Linked DNA regions of Mus musculus: regions 1, 2, 3 and 4 are each linked to region 5. A link is a contact called in public promoter capture Hi-C data. All regions are on one chromosome and are shown on one strand. Each heading gives the region's core, a stretch centred on a gene start, on an enhancer-like site or on the middle of the called end of the contact. The rest is flanking DNA. Distances are from core to core; before and after follow the strand shown. Region 1 holds the start of Ccdc177 (coiled-coil domain containing 177). Region 2 holds the start of Slc10a1 (solute carrier family 10 (sodium/bile acid cotransporter family), member 1). Region 3 holds the start of Galnt16 (polypeptide N-acetylgalactosaminyltransferase 16). Region 4 holds the start of Susd6 (sushi domain containing 6). Region 5 holds the start of Cox16 (cytochrome c oxidase assembly protein 16).

Evidence for each region. Promoter capture Hi-C pulls out the DNA fragments that hold promoters and counts their contacts.
Region 1: a contact with region 5 is called in a promoter capture Hi-C map of second pharyngeal arch cranial neural crest. The contact joins the promoter of Ccdc177 here to the promoter of Cox16 in region 5. A contact is called at or near these places in 9 of 39 promoter capture datasets (cranial neural crest, embryonic stem cells, hippocampal neurons and 4 more).
Region 2: a promoter capture Hi-C map of embryonic stem cells shows a contact between it and region 5, with 6 times the contacts expected there. The contact joins the promoter of Slc10a1 here to the promoter of Cox16 in region 5. A contact is called at or near these places in 18 of 39 promoter capture datasets (the 3T3-L1 cell line, 3T3-L1-derived adipocytes, the C10 cell line and 12 more), 1 of 484 Hi-C or Micro-C datasets (cortical neurons), 6 of 115 datasets of contacts at active chromatin or transcription factors (embryonic forebrain, embryonic stem cells, epiblast stem cells and 3 more) and 1 of 9 other capture datasets (embryonic stem cells).
Region 3: a promoter capture Hi-C map of second pharyngeal arch cranial neural crest shows a contact between it and region 5. The contact joins the promoter of Galnt16 here to the promoter of Cox16 in region 5. A contact is called at or near these places in 3 of 39 promoter capture datasets (the HPC-7 cell line, cranial neural crest and second pharyngeal arch cranial neural crest).
Region 4: a promoter capture Hi-C map of liver shows a contact between it and region 5, with 2.9 times the contacts expected there. The contact joins the promoter of Susd6 here to the promoter of Cox16 in region 5. A contact is called at or near these places in 5 of 39 promoter capture datasets (cranial neural crest, hippocampal neurons, liver and 2 more) and 2 of 115 datasets of contacts at active chromatin or transcription factors (acute myeloid leukemia and kidney).

The regions. Positions count from the first base shown.
Region 1 is chr12:80,759,427-80,762,126 of GRCm38.p6, forward strand. Ccdc177 (coiled-coil domain containing 177) reads right to left here and starts at 1,289. Exons shown (of 2, transcript NM_001008423.2): 1 at 971-1,289; 2 at 1-100. The coding sequence starts at 72.
Region 2 is chr12:80,966,815-80,969,514 of GRCm38.p6, forward strand. It overlaps Slc10a1 (solute carrier family 10 (sodium/bile acid cotransporter family), member 1), which reads right to left and starts at 1,265. Exons shown (of 4, transcript NM_011387.2): 1 at 775-1,265. The coding sequence starts at 1,130.
Region 3 is chr12:80,517,614-80,520,313 of GRCm38.p6, forward strand. Galnt16 (polypeptide N-acetylgalactosaminyltransferase 16) reads left to right here and starts at 1,377. Exons shown (of 15, transcript NM_001081421.2): 1 at 1,377-1,732. The coding sequence starts at 1,556. Gm26777 (a long non-coding RNA gene) reads right to left here and starts at 600. Exons shown (of 5, transcript XR_381753.4): 1 at 1-600. 2310002D06Rik (RIKEN cDNA 2310002D06 gene) reads left to right here. Exons shown (of 3, transcript NR_045490.1): 3 at 1-341.
Region 4 is chr12:80,789,106-80,791,805 of GRCm38.p6, forward strand. It overlaps Susd6 (sushi domain containing 6), which reads left to right and starts at 1,427. Exons shown (of 6, transcript NM_178682.4): 1 at 1,427-1,710.
Region 5 is chr12:81,483,832-81,486,531 of GRCm38.p6, forward strand. It overlaps Cox16 (cytochrome c oxidase assembly protein 16), which reads right to left and starts at 1,306. Exons shown (of 4, transcript NM_001309809.2): 1 at 1,066-1,306. The coding sequence starts at 1,134. All of the region lies in intron 3 of Gm20498 (predicted gene 20498), which reads right to left.

The DNA of each region.
Region 1 (2,700 bases), core at 39-2,538, 720 kb before region 5:
TGTGGCCTCATCCCCTTCAGAGCCACCGGGCTCCGCTCCCTCTTTCTCCTCTTCTGGCACCGGGTCCACCATAGCTGAACCTCGTTCTTTGTTGGAGTCCCTGAGATGACAGAGGGGCGGGGGGACATAGAGGATCTGTGAGCTGTTCCTCCCTCCTCAGCCATATTTACCCCTCCCAACTTAATCCGATTTCAGATTAGGCTCAGGGGCCTGATGGAACGTAAATCCTAAAACTGATGCCCCAAAAACTCAGGCTGGGCAGTTGCGGTGGGGGGACGCTGGGCCTTAGACAGCAGCCTCAGTCTCCCTCAGACCTAGAATGCAGGGCCTTTCAGGAGACCACATTGGCGTGAGGCCCACTAGCTGCATCCCCTTCCTGCAAAGATTGAAGTGCAAGGAAGGCTGCAGCCAGCGAGGGAGGCGCTGGAGGATTCCCCGGAGGATTAGCTATTTGTTTGTAGCTTAGGCGGGCTGCTGGGATGCAGCTTTGCAAGAACACAAAAGGGGAAGGGGCCTGTGCATGCCAAAGTGCATTGCTGCGAGGGCCCCAGTTGCCTAGGAAGAAGTTTATGGTTGATTTCTCTCTACCAAAAGGACCCGGAGCGCAGGGCCCCCGGGAGATGGAAGGGCTGAAAAGAGTCTCCAAAGGCTTCTCCGAGTGGAGTGATGGATTCTTTCTCCAGCCTCTCCAGCGGGGCTTGCTGGGAGCTCTCTGCCTTCCTCTTCCTCCAGCCCCCACCCGGTGTTTGCTCAAGATGCACAAGGCACCTGAATCCTCCCAGATGCACCCGATCTCCAAGGCCGAATGTGTAGTTAAAGGTACCATCAACCCCAGTATGGTGGACTCAGACATCAGCCGCTGATGCTCACCAGTTTCCGCACCGCATCTCAGGGGAGTGGGCTCTTAGAGCGCCGTAAACCCTGCCGCTCCATTCTGGGAGCTGCTAGGTCTCCGAGCGGGTTCACTTACCCCAGGTCCGGGCTCCGGCCCCCTTGCCGAGGGCTTTTGTTCGCCTCTCGCTGCTCTCCCCGGCGCCTCTTCAGTCCCTGCGCCGGCGGGGTCGGGTTACTGCCGGCTGCAGCAGCCAGCGTCTCTCCATGGGAGACTACGAACTGGGAGCACACATCCCAGACGCTACCTACCCGGGGGAGGGGGAGTGCGACAAAGTCTCCCTAAAATAACGTAGCTCTGCTCCCTTGCTCACAACTGATTCTTAAAAAAGGAAGCTGGGTTCTTCCCTCGCCTCTGCATCCATCTCCACCTCTACCGCCAAGGTACCGCAGGTCTCTCGCTGCTCCTGGCGCCTCCTGGTGGCCACTTAAGGGTATTCATTTCTTTGCTTAGAGGACGACAAAGCAATTAAAAATACAGTAACTACACATGTATGCATATAAATGAATGCATGCATACATACGTAATACAGAGAGATGTGGACATAGCAGTTATCACCAGAAATCTAGTCTTTGGGCACCTTAGGCGGGTACAATGAAGGAATCAGTATATTTCTCAAAGGGATCTTAAGCAGACCAACAAGTCAGCAAGTAATTGGGTAGAAAGAGGGCACCTGGTCCAAATAGTGATTTTTATTTATTTAAGGAAAGCTAAGATGGGAGAACGAATGAGAACAAAGAATGATGCCACATTATGAAATTGCCATTACCTTGTTTGCTCACCTAAATAACTAAAAACAGTCGACAAAAACACACGGGTTCAGGCGGCAGAACACAAGTGACCAGCGGATGCTGCTTCCGAGTCGCTAGTTTCATACGATGAGACTGATCCTGATCGATGCCATGTAATGAGTGCTTTTTGATGACACCTCATCCTACCCTTCCATCGTGAGTGGTAGTGGCCAAAGACATCCCAGATTAGAATCCTCCAAGGAATGGGGGGGGGGGGGAGGTGTAGCATTAGAGAGTGTGGTGAACTATGATGCTAAAGAATCCGAAGGGCTGGTTGGTGGTGATGCCCGCCTTTGATCCCAGCACTCAGGAGGCAGAGGCAGGTGGAGCTCTGTGAGTTCAAGACCAGCCTGAGCTACAGAGTTCCAGGACAGCCAGGGCTACACAGAGAAACTAAACAAGCAAACAAAGGAAACCATGAGGGGAAAGTAAAGTTTTTGTTTTGTTTTGTTTTGTTTTGTTTTGTTTTGTTTTGGAAAGGGAAGGTTTTGAACAAGGAAATAATGCCGCAGATAGACTTTTTAGGAACATAACTCTAGCAACAACAGGGCAAGGCCCAAGAGACTAAGGAAGCAGTTGGGGAGGCACTGCAGGTACCCAGCACAGGGAATGTTGGAACCAGAAAGGGAGCGGTGGTAGGAAAGGAGGAAGGTGGGGGTTTGTAAATACAGTGGAAGGAACCACACTCAAAGCTTGGCTCTAGTGTGTGAAGTGAGGGATCAAGGATGGCTGCCTGGAGCAGTGGGATGCTGAGACAGACAGACAGACAGACAGACAGACAGACAGACACGGAAAGCGTGGATCCAGGAGGGAAGATTAGCTGGTATGGAATGCCAGTTATGGGCAGTTGCCCCTCTCCGTCATTAGAGTAGGACCATCCAACAGGTGGCTGGTTAAGTCATACTAGAGGTCTGGACTGGAACTAGATCGAGGATGTCACCATCTATGTAAGGTCCCTGTGATGGCTAGTTTTCTGTCCACTTGACACATGCTAGAGTCATTTAAGAAGAGGTGACC
Region 2 (2,700 bases), core at 15-2,514, 520 kb before region 5:
TTTGGTTTTTTGAGACAGGGTTTTACTGTATAGTCCTGACTGTCCTGGAACTCACTTTGTAGACCAGGCTGGCCTCAACTCAGAAATCCACCTGCCTCTGCCTCCCAAGTGCTGGGATTAAAGGCATGCACCACCACCACCTGGCTGCTCAGGCTGGTCTTAGCCTTCTCCCTTCTTGTTAGACTGAGTGGAGCCCAGCCTAACCTGGGCAATCGCTGGGGCCTCAATTCTACATAAAGTTTCTTTGGTTGGCAATCTCACCACATCTGACAACTCGGTAAAGGGTCTTAGCAGATACCTTGGATGCCCAGATACTGGAGAAGAGCCTTTGGAGTCTCTTCTCTGCAGGAAATTTAAGATGCTCGTTTGGTTCCAAGTCACCTTGGCCTTCCTGGAATGTTCTGGACCCATTATACCCTTGCTAGATTTTCAGCCTCAGAGCTGACACCCTGCCAGTCAGATGACTGTGGTTCTGAGGAACTCTTTCATCGAAATCTATTCTCCTTTACAGTGATCCTGTAGAGACTTCTGGGAGTTCAGGGGTGTCTAACATACCTCTGGACCAGCTTAATGTTTTTTTTTTCCCCCTGGGATTTAAACCAAAGAGATTCCAGAGGCTGCCCCAATTTAGCATAAACCTTTGACAATCAATGCCAAACTTAATCCAGCTCCTACGTCCCTCCCCGCTCCTGGCTCCAGCCTAGATCTTCTCTAGATCATGACATCTCGGCAGCACCCCATCCCACACCCTTTCCTCTTAACCCTCGGTCCTACCTGAGGTTCATGTCCCCCTTCATGGCCAGGGTGAAGAGGTTAGACAGGTTCCCCCCAGGAGAGCAGCCGCAGATGAGGATGGCCAGAGCCTCAATGCTGGTCAGATGAAAGACCTTGCCCAGAAGGAAAGCACTGAGGGGCATGATACCGTACTGGGCCACTATGGCGATGATCACCCCTTTGGGCTTCCAGAAGTGAGCCTTGATCTTGCTGAACTCCATGGTGCAGCCAAGCGAGAGCATGATGAGCAGCAACATAACTACCAGAATGACGCTGAGCGCAGTGTCTGTGGCCCGGTGGCCAAAGCCAGGCGGCAGGGAGAAATTGAAGGGGGCTGATACGTTGTGCGCCTCCATCCTCCGACCCAGTGAACACCACCTCACTCTCTGCTCCTGCCCTTCCTTGCCCAGTGCTGGCTGGATGTTTTCTTCAGTCCTCTTTCAGGACAGAGTTTCTGGACAAAATGTAGCTGTGGGCAAATAAAAGATTATGCAACCTGCAGAACCACGGTTGTGGTTATAAGACAGCCCATAACCTCATCTCCCCGGATCCCCTACTTTGCTTAAGTTTTCTGACCTCTGTGCCTGCCGAGTGGAGCTCGTACCCAGCACAGGGTTCATTCTTTACCCTGCTGAGCATGCTTCACTATAGCGTCTCTGAGACCCATCCAGGACCTGCAACAAAACATGTCCACCTTTCCCTTTAGTTCCTGCTTCTAGCTCAGTCTCGGAGACCTCAGGTTGTTTCCTGGGAAAAGGTGCCTTCCCTATCCTCAGTGAGTCACCATTTGTTCCCGAGAGAAAGAGACTGTTTCTGCCTTTGCCTTCCTCATCTAAGTGGCAAAGGCCAGAGGGCCATGGGACAGGATGGGGGGGCGATGTGGTGTTGCTGTCTTCAGGAGAGGCTGTGTCCATGACTGTCCTCCTCTGAGACCTTGCTTTGTGCCCATATCTAGACCATACGTGTCCTGTGGGGGTTGGGGTTGGTTGGGGGGTGGCACCATGAATCCCTGAAAGACTTACTTATCTCCAGAGGGGAAAAAACTTTCTGGGGTACGTTGGGCTCTTGGAAGCCTGGAGATTATCCAAAGCCCAGCTCACGAGAAACTCCAGCTGTGGAGAGTAACTAGCTGGTGCCTGAGGTATCCATAACTTGAGAGACTTCAGAGAAGGAAGTGAGGTTGTAGCAAGCTTGAGATGCACCAGGTAAAAAAAATAATTCCACTATTTTTTGGCCATATATAAAGCAAGCTCTATTAAATATTAAATACCAGCCAAGGGGTAGACTTTGGTCAGAACCAGTTCCTGAAATGTTTCAGCTAAGTGCCCTGAGACAGACATGTAGCGGGGGTTTCTAAAGACTAATCTATGCCAGGCGGTGGTGCCACACGCCTTTAATCCTAGCACTTGGGAGGAAGAGGCAGGCAGATTTCTGAGTTCGAGGCCAGCCTGGTCTACAGAGTGAGTTCCAGGATAGCCAGGGCTATACAGAGAAACCCTGTCTCGAAAAAAACAAAACAAAAAACCAAAAACAAACAAACAAACAAACAAACAAAGACTAATCTATAAACCACTTTCCCAAGAGGCATTGTTATTTTTCAAGAATGACAGCTTATAGCATTCTAGGAAGTTACCAGGTTTGTGGGCAGGTGGGGTGTGCAGGTTAATTTTAGGCATTGCAGATGAGTGGCCTTTTCTTACTGCACTCCCAATGGCTCTATTTTGCATGTTGGGCCTGTGGGTCTCATGATGGAAACCAGGTGGGAGGCATGCAACATCAGCAGCATTAGAGAGGCAGGTATGGCCATCCTGAGCTGAACTCCCCCGACTCACCTCAACTATGAGACTGAGCGGGTCTGTTAGGTGTAGTTTCCCCACCATGACCAAGGCAAAGAACACTTTTTTTAAAAAAAGATTTTCTTATTTA
Region 3 (2,700 bases), core at 127-2,626, 970 kb before region 5:
AACCTACCTGACATCATCCAAAAAGCACCACCCTGTCCACTCTGCTCCTGGCATTTAAGATCCTCCAGTATCTAGACTTGCCCAGTCTGGCCAGTCTCAACTCACACCAGGTCTTTGCCAGTATCCAGCATGCTCTCATGAGATATTATCCTGAGGGCCTTGGCTGTCCCTGCCCTTTCCTTATTCTTCTCTTCCTTTTTGGGATTACCCTCCTATTCTCCAGATTTATCCACTTTCTCTGGGAAGCCTTCCTAAAGACCACTTTGCAAGACTATACTTTCAGGAATCATTTCTGTAGTTCGTTACTGAAGACCAGTTTGCAATAAATTATTTCTTCCTCCGCAGCATCTACTTTGGTATCTCAGAGCTCCGAGTGTGTGTCTTCCTTTGCCTGACAGGCCCTAGCCCGCCTTGTCTTCTGCCTGGAGCCTGAATTATTCACACCTGCTTCTCACCTCTCATCGACTTCAGGGCCTCCGCAGAATCAGAATCTCAATGATGTCTATCCTGTCTCTCACCACCTTATTTTGCACTTTGTCAGAAAAGTGTCAGAGGGCTCTTAGACAGGGTTCTGTCCACTAATCGAACCCTGTGGCCTGGCCTCTATGGCCTCCCTTCACTCTCACGGAACGGTGATGACGCCTCAGGACAGTTCAGGGAGCCGCGATGCCGGTGTGGATAGGAACTAAGAGAAAGCTAGGAGCCCCAGGGTAATGAAAGATGTCCAGCGATCGCATCCCTGTGCTTGCATTGGTTGTACCGCAGCGCAGCTTCACCTCGCTCTCCAGAGTGTCAAGTGCATCAGCTTCCAACTCCCCACCCCCTCGGGCCACCGAGGCGGATGGAATCCTGGGTCTCCGAGAAGGATTCCGGTGCAAAGTCAAGACTGCCTACTCGCTAGCCTTGCCCCCTCCGAAGGACTCTCTGAACACAGGTTGAACCCTGCGCCAGAGCTCAGTTCTCAGCGCTGCCGGGAACTGCAGCTAGGCGACTCGGGCCAAGGCCAGGGGTCGCGCGTCTTCGCTGGTGACTCAGGTCCGCTCGGCGGTGGGTTAGGTGTGGGTGGAGAGACAGACCAGGGCCACGCGGGGGCAGGGGACGGGCGAGAGATAGCCGAGCGTTGAGAGAGCAGAGACCAGCTCTGGTTCATCGCCATTCCACCCCGCGTCTGTCTCGCTGAGACCCGGGATGCGGGAGGAAGGCCCGCGCCACTTCCCAGCGGGCGCGCTCTTTAGCGGGTGCGCAGCGGCCCCGGCTGCCCGCGGCGTCTGGAGCACAGAGCCAGCTAGGCGCGCGAATGAATGAGCGCCCGGGGCCGCGCGCGCTCGGGGCTGAAGGGCATTAGGACCGTGAGGATCGCTCTGCGCTCCTGTCTCTTCCTATCACACCCCCCCCCCCTCCCCAACCACCACCACCACCTCTCTCTTTTTTCTGCTCTGCAGGACTGAGCAGCCCGGCGCAAGCGACAACAAACGGCTGGGGCAGCAAGCTCCCCTGCTCGGGCTCCGAGAGCACGCCGGCCTCGGGCCCCACGCGGAGCGCCCGTCCGCCCACCATGAGGAAGATCCGCGCCAATGCCATCGCCATCCTGACCGTAGCCTGGATCCTGGGCACTTTCTACTACTTATGGCAGGACAACCGAGCCCATGCAGCATCCTCCAGCGGCCGCGGCGCGCAGAGGGCCGGCGGGAGACCAGAGCAGCTCCGCGAGGACCGCACCATTCCGCTCATTGTGAGTACGCTCTGCGCACCGGGTGAGCGGCGGGCCGGGGATCCTCGGCGCGCGTCCTGCCCCCCGCTGTTAGCCGAGGTTCGCGGGGCCCGACCGGGGGCTGCGTGCCCCGAGCACCGTTCGGGCTTTGTATATATTGGAGAATTCCTGCTCGTTGTTATGGCAACCTGTGCGGGGCCCGGAGGGGCCAGGGTGCTTGGATGCAGGGAGGGTGACAGCATGTGGGGGCAGGGAGAAAGTGCTGCAAGTTTGGTGGGCCCGGCGTGCGCGCGCGACTGAGAACGTGGCGGCTTTCGCGGCCCCGCGCAACCGGGGCTGGGGACTAGGGGGCTGCGGGCGTCTCGCCATCCCCAGAAGGCGGCTGGCCCTGGAGTGCAGCGAGCGGGTGGTGGGAGCAGAGCTCAGCAAGAGCGCGTAGGTGGTGGTGCGCACCGGGTCTCCAGCCTCTGGGGTAAAAGACGCCGGGCGGCGGCGTGGGTAAGGGAAGGGTCGCTGAGCGCTGCCCTTGGCTTAGCGCCTTCACATCCAAGATCAACTTGGACCAATTTTTTCAGCTTCCACCCCTACCTTCCCCGGAGGTGTTTTCTGGCTCCCCAGGGGCGGGGAGAAGGCTTGACTCATAAGCGCTCTTTGCCTCCAACCCTAGGGTCTGCAGTTGAAGGGGACTGTGTGTTCGTTGGGCTGGGCAGTTCCCTCTCATGAGATCACCCTCCAGACATCTGAGCGAGTAGGAGAAACAAAAGCGGTGTTAGTACTCCGAGAGCTCCCGCGGAGCTGGGGCGAGGGGTTGGGGGGCGGATTAAGCTGCACAGTAGAACCTGGTGGGGGCAAGCTGAGCCTGTAGGGGGCGTCCTGTCTACACTTTCGTCTGGTCAGCTGGTGATGGCTTCGTGTGGCCAGGCCCAGCACCTGTTGAGGAAGGAGACTAGGGGACCCTTTGAGAGAACGCTAAGATGGGAACGTTCTTC
Region 4 (2,700 bases), core at 177-2,676, 690 kb before region 5:
GAAGAAGAAGAAGAAGAAGAAGAAGAAAGAAGAGGAGGAAGAGGAAGAAGAAGAAGAGGAGGAGGAGGAGGAGAACTGAGAAGAAGAAGAAGAAGAAGAAGAAGAAGAAGAAGAAAGAAGAGGAGGAAGAGGAAGAAGAAGAGGAGGAGGAGGAGAACTGAGAAGAAGAAGAAGAAAGAAGAGGAAGAGGAAGAAGAAGAAGAGGAGGAGGAGGAGAACGAAGAAGAAGAAGAAGAAGAAGAAGAAGAAGAAGAAGAAGAAGAAAAAGAAGAAGAAGAAGAAACAAAAAACTCCAGTAGATCCTAGGTAGGGCACTTGCACAGATAAAAGAAAAGGCTGGGCATGGTGGGGCACACCTTTAATCCCAGCACTTGGGAGGCAGAGGCAGTCGGATCTCTGAGTTCGAGGTCAGCCTGGTCTACAGAGTGAGTTCCAGGACAACCAAGGCTACACAGAGAAACCCTGTCTCGAAATAAATAAATAAATAAATAAATAAATAAATAAATAGAAATAAAAAGAAAGAAAGAAAAAAAAAAGAAAAGGCTAACAGGCCTTCTTAATTTATGAGTCACTGATTTTCAAGGAGTGCTTCAACATTTATTGAGCACCTCTAAGACAGGCCAAGTACCTAGTACCAAGTACCTAGGCACAAAGAGATAGTTCCTACTGTCATATGGCCACCCCTCTGTAGTGAGAGTCACTGTTAAATGGATGCAGCTGACCAGTGCTCAATTTGCTCACCTAAGACGCGCTTGAAAGCAATTCAAGGAGGCTCAGAAGCAGAGCAAAAAGCTAGGGGCCAAGCCTGCAGCTCTAGGTTCCCCAGGCCTCGCTGGAATGTCAGTTTCCTCCATTTAAGATCTGCCAGGTGTTTTTGAGTGCGCAGAAATAGCACTCAGGGACACCCATTAAAAAGATTCCTGAAGCCCACCCCAGCGTTATAGAATCAGAATGGCCTGATCTACATTTCCACCCCCACCTAACCCCCTCGGGACACTTTTGAGATAGTTAAGTTACACACCCTAACCTAGAGTACAGCTTAATAGGGAGATAATAACCTGCTTTGAAGATAGGTCAGGCAAGCGATTCAAGACCTAAATGGGCGACGTGTGTAGAAGAGGCTCTTAAACAACAGTATACTTCCTTGCAAATGACAGTAATTAAAACATCCAAATAATAACCAAACAATAACAGTAAAAGAACCGGAGGGCCCTCTAGGAAGGTGGCTTAACTAGAGTATTACAGCCAGAGCAGTTCGAGTGACTGTCTCTTTAAGGTTCCCTCCCCCCGCCGCCAGGGGCGTGTCAGACAAGGTCAGAGGCGCGTGCGCGTGACTCCTCGGGGCGGTCGCAGCGGCGCGACGCCTGCGCTTGTTGCGTGCGTGCCTGACCCCGCCCAGGCCTCGTCCCTGCCCTGCCCCCTCTGCGGGGCCTCCCCCGCCCGCGTCGTACAGCTGGGCCAGTGACGCTGGCGCAGCCGTCGCCACCGCCGCCGCGTTCCATCCTCAGGAGCCGGCCACCGCTCGCGTCCTCGTCCTCGTCCTCCTCCTTCGTCAGCGCCCGGCCGCGTGAGCCAGACCAGGGCACGCGAGGCGTCGCGGGGGACCCGACAGGGAGTGCAGGCAGGCGGGCGCGCTCAGCGGCGGAGCGGGTTCGGCGACGCGGGAGCTGCTAGCGCCCCCTTTCCCGGAGGTCTCGGCGCCGCTCCCGGGTGAGTTGTCACCGCCGCCCGGGCTGGAGGGGCCGGCTTTGTGTCAGCGGCGCGCGGGGCCGGTTGTCAGGGCACTGGCGGGCAAGCACTTCCTCAGGGACGCGGGCCTTCTGCGCGGCCGCCTGCTACCGCGCCGGCCGGTGTCAGCACTGCGAGCCGCGCGGGAGTAGCCGGGTCGGGCCGCTCCGAGGGCGGCGGCGTGGTTGTGCCGGTGCCCGAGAGCGGAGAGCAGATCGGGCTCGGTGGAGCGCGCTGCAAGGCGGAGGCCCTCCAGTCCAGCGAAGCCGCGGTTCCGCACGGCGGGACCGGCTTGGCCGAGGTGGGTTTCCTGAGGAAACCTTGCAGCCGCTCGCCTGTGCGCGGGAGCGTTCTGGAGCCCCAGCGCCTGGTCGCCTCTTCAGTCGCAAAAACTTTTCTTATTATGTGGGCTGAAACTTGCCGAACCCATTTCCTGTTTTGTTTCGGTTTTACTGTAACTACATATAGACTTTCTTACTTGTGAGACTGATGGTCCCTCCCGGGACAGCCACCATGGTGGAAAAACTTACCTGTAACGGAATTGGGAGGGCAGCAAGGCCGGGGATCCCAAAGAGGCATTAAGTTCATTGGGAACTTTACATTAGTTCAGCAGAGGCCCAATGTTGTTGCCACACACTTCTTTGGTGACAAGGTAGTGTGCTGCCCTTTGTTGCTCTTGTTGGTTGGGGTTCGAAGAGAGGTGCGGGGACATTATCCTTTTCAGTTAAGCCATGGGTATTTAGTCCTTTCTAGATCTGCAAGATCCGCAGTGACTTTCCACTTTTCACTGGTCAATCGGTTTTTGGTGTTAGAATCCCTTTGGTTAATAATAATAATAATAAAATCACACATACACACACACACACACACACACACACACACACACACACACTTTTGTGCTCTGGGAATTCTACACCCAGGCTGTCACCATCTAGTGGAGACTAGTAGAGACATGCCCTTGGCTTTGACTTC
Region 5 (2,700 bases), core at 56-2,555:
TATAAAACAGAAGAGGAGAAACCCAGAACTCAGAGGAGGATTTCTCAAATTGGGCATAGAAAGTGCTCTTTGCTTAACTTCTGGAAGGGCATCTGTAAAATAAATTAGGCTTAAGAGTTTTTTCTAGACAGAGTTCCAGAGTGTGCCTTCATAAGACTGATAGGACCATTTAAAAACTGACCAAGAAAGGAATTTCCATTTGTAAAGGAGCCTCTTTCCTGCTGGGTAGCCCCGAAAATAGGGCAGGGTGCTAAGTCTACATAGAAAGCCTAGCCCTGAGATTTTTTTTTTCTTTCCATAACATCTTGACTTTTATAATTTTGAAAGAAAATCAAATTGACTCCCATAGTGATAAATGGTAAGTCAGTAGCAACATCCGTGATTTTGAACGGCAGAGGAACTTGCAGAAATAAAAAAATTTATATATGCCTTGTAAATTGCTGTCATTTTATAAAAACGAACGCTTACCCCAAAACTCTTAAAGCAGATTGCAGAGTTCCCTAATTATCAAAACAAGATCCAGACACATCAAAGACGACTTAAAAAAACATATTACGTTTCTAAAATCAACCTTTCTTTTAGCAGTGCTTAAATACAAAAGGCACTTCACACGTGCCAAGAACCACACCAAGAAAAATGTCTTGTATTTTTAAAAGTTTTTGTTTATTTTCTTTTATATCGTAATATGCTAAAGCAAATTAACTTAACAATGATCAAACAACAAATTATGAACATAATTACTACAAATGAATGTAATTATTAAAGAAGACATTTGATTAGTCTTCTTGCAAAATCTCAACATTTAACCCAGGAAAGGTACTGTAAAACGGGGATAGTAACACGCGCGTTCACGAAGGGAAAGGAAACGGGGGGTGGGGGATGGCGGGACCCGAGGTACACTTTTGAGCGTGAACTTAAAAACAAAAACAAAAACCTCAAAGCTCCGGTGGCTCCCACAGACCCCCTAGTCAGCAGTATCCGAAAGACAGCACCAATACGCCACTCAGCCAAAGAGGGCCCGCCCCTTCCGGACTCGCAGCCCCTGCTCCCGTCACAGCCGCTCACCAACATGGGAACTCCATAGCGTAGAGTCTTGTTCTTACGCAGAGCTCGCAACACAGCGGGCGCAATCATGGCAGAAGGTGCGGCCTGCTTAGTCAGCCGCTTCCAGAGCGAGCCCAGCGCGGCCCGCAACACGTCTCAGGCGAAGTTGTAGACTCAGCGCAGGCTTTGGGTGCCAGGTCCACGCCTGATAAGCCTCCCCGAGGCAAACGGAAACGATTGGCCTTAACGCACTTCTGCTTCCTCCCTCCCCCGGAAGTCGAGGCTTCTGAGCTCTGGTTCCGTGACCTCAGGATACGCCGGGTGCAATTGGGTTTTTCGATTTGGAAAATCTGTAATTCGCATATTCTGGATCTTGACTTCTGCGACTCAAGAAACTCAGATAAAGGGCGGGGTTGGTTTTTAAGCTAATGCACAAGTAGCACCAGGTTAATGAACACATTTTAAGTCGTGGCTCATCAGTTGTAACTGAACTTTTTAAAATTTTTTATTATTTTATTTATTTACAATTCAAATGCTATCCCCCGTCCCGGTTTCTGCTCCGCAAACCCTCTATCCTACTCCTTACTCTCTGCTTCTTTGAGGGTGCTCCCCCACCGACTCCCACCTCACTGCCCTAGCATTCTCCTACACTGGAGCATCAGGCCTTCAGAGGACCAAGGGCCTCTCCTCCAATGGATACCAGATAAAGCCATCCTCTGCTACAAATGCACCTGGAGCCATAGGTCCCTCCACGCATACTCTTTGGTTGGTGGTTTAGTCCCTGGGAGCTCTGGGGAATCTGATTGGTTGTTCTACCTATGGGGTTGCAAATCCCTTCAGTTCCTTCAAGTCCTTCCCCAACTCCTCTATTGGGGTCCCTGTTCTCAGTCCGATGGTTGGATGTGAGCATCCACATCTGTATAGGTAAGGCTCTGACAGCCTCTCAGGAGACAGCTATATCAAGCTCCTTGCAACAAGCACTTCTTGGCATCGGCAATAGTGATGGCTGTATGGGTATTGATCAACAATAGGTTTGGTAGCTGCATATGGGATGGATCCCCAGGTAGGGCAGTCTCTGATGGCCTTTCCTTCAGTCTCTACTCCACTCTTTGTCCCTATATTTTCTTTAGACAAGAGCAATTTTGGATTAAAATTTTTGAGAAAAGTGGGTGGCCCCATCCCTCAACTGGGGGTCATGTCTAACCTCTGGATATGGTCTCTACAGGTTCTCCCTCCCCTTTGTTGGGTATTTCAGCTAATGTCATCCCCATTGGGTCCTGGGAACCTCTTGCTTTCCTGGTGTCTGGGACCTTCTGTTGGCTACCTCCTGTTCATCTCCCATTGCAACACACCTTTCTGTTCAGTTCCCTGATCCTGGCTCTGTACATCTCCCCTGTTTCTTCCCACCTGACCCTGCCCCCCCTTTTTTTCTTCTCCCCTTCCTTTATTCCTCCCAACCTTCCCACCCTCTATCTCCCATGATTATTTTGTTCCCTCTTCTAAGTAGGACTGAAGCATCACACTTTGGTCTTCCTTCTTCTTGAGCTTCATATGGTCTGTATAAGTTGTATCATGAATATTCCAAGCTTTTTTTCCTAATATCCACTTATCAGTGAGTGTATACCATGTGTGTTCTTTTGTGACTGGATTACCTCA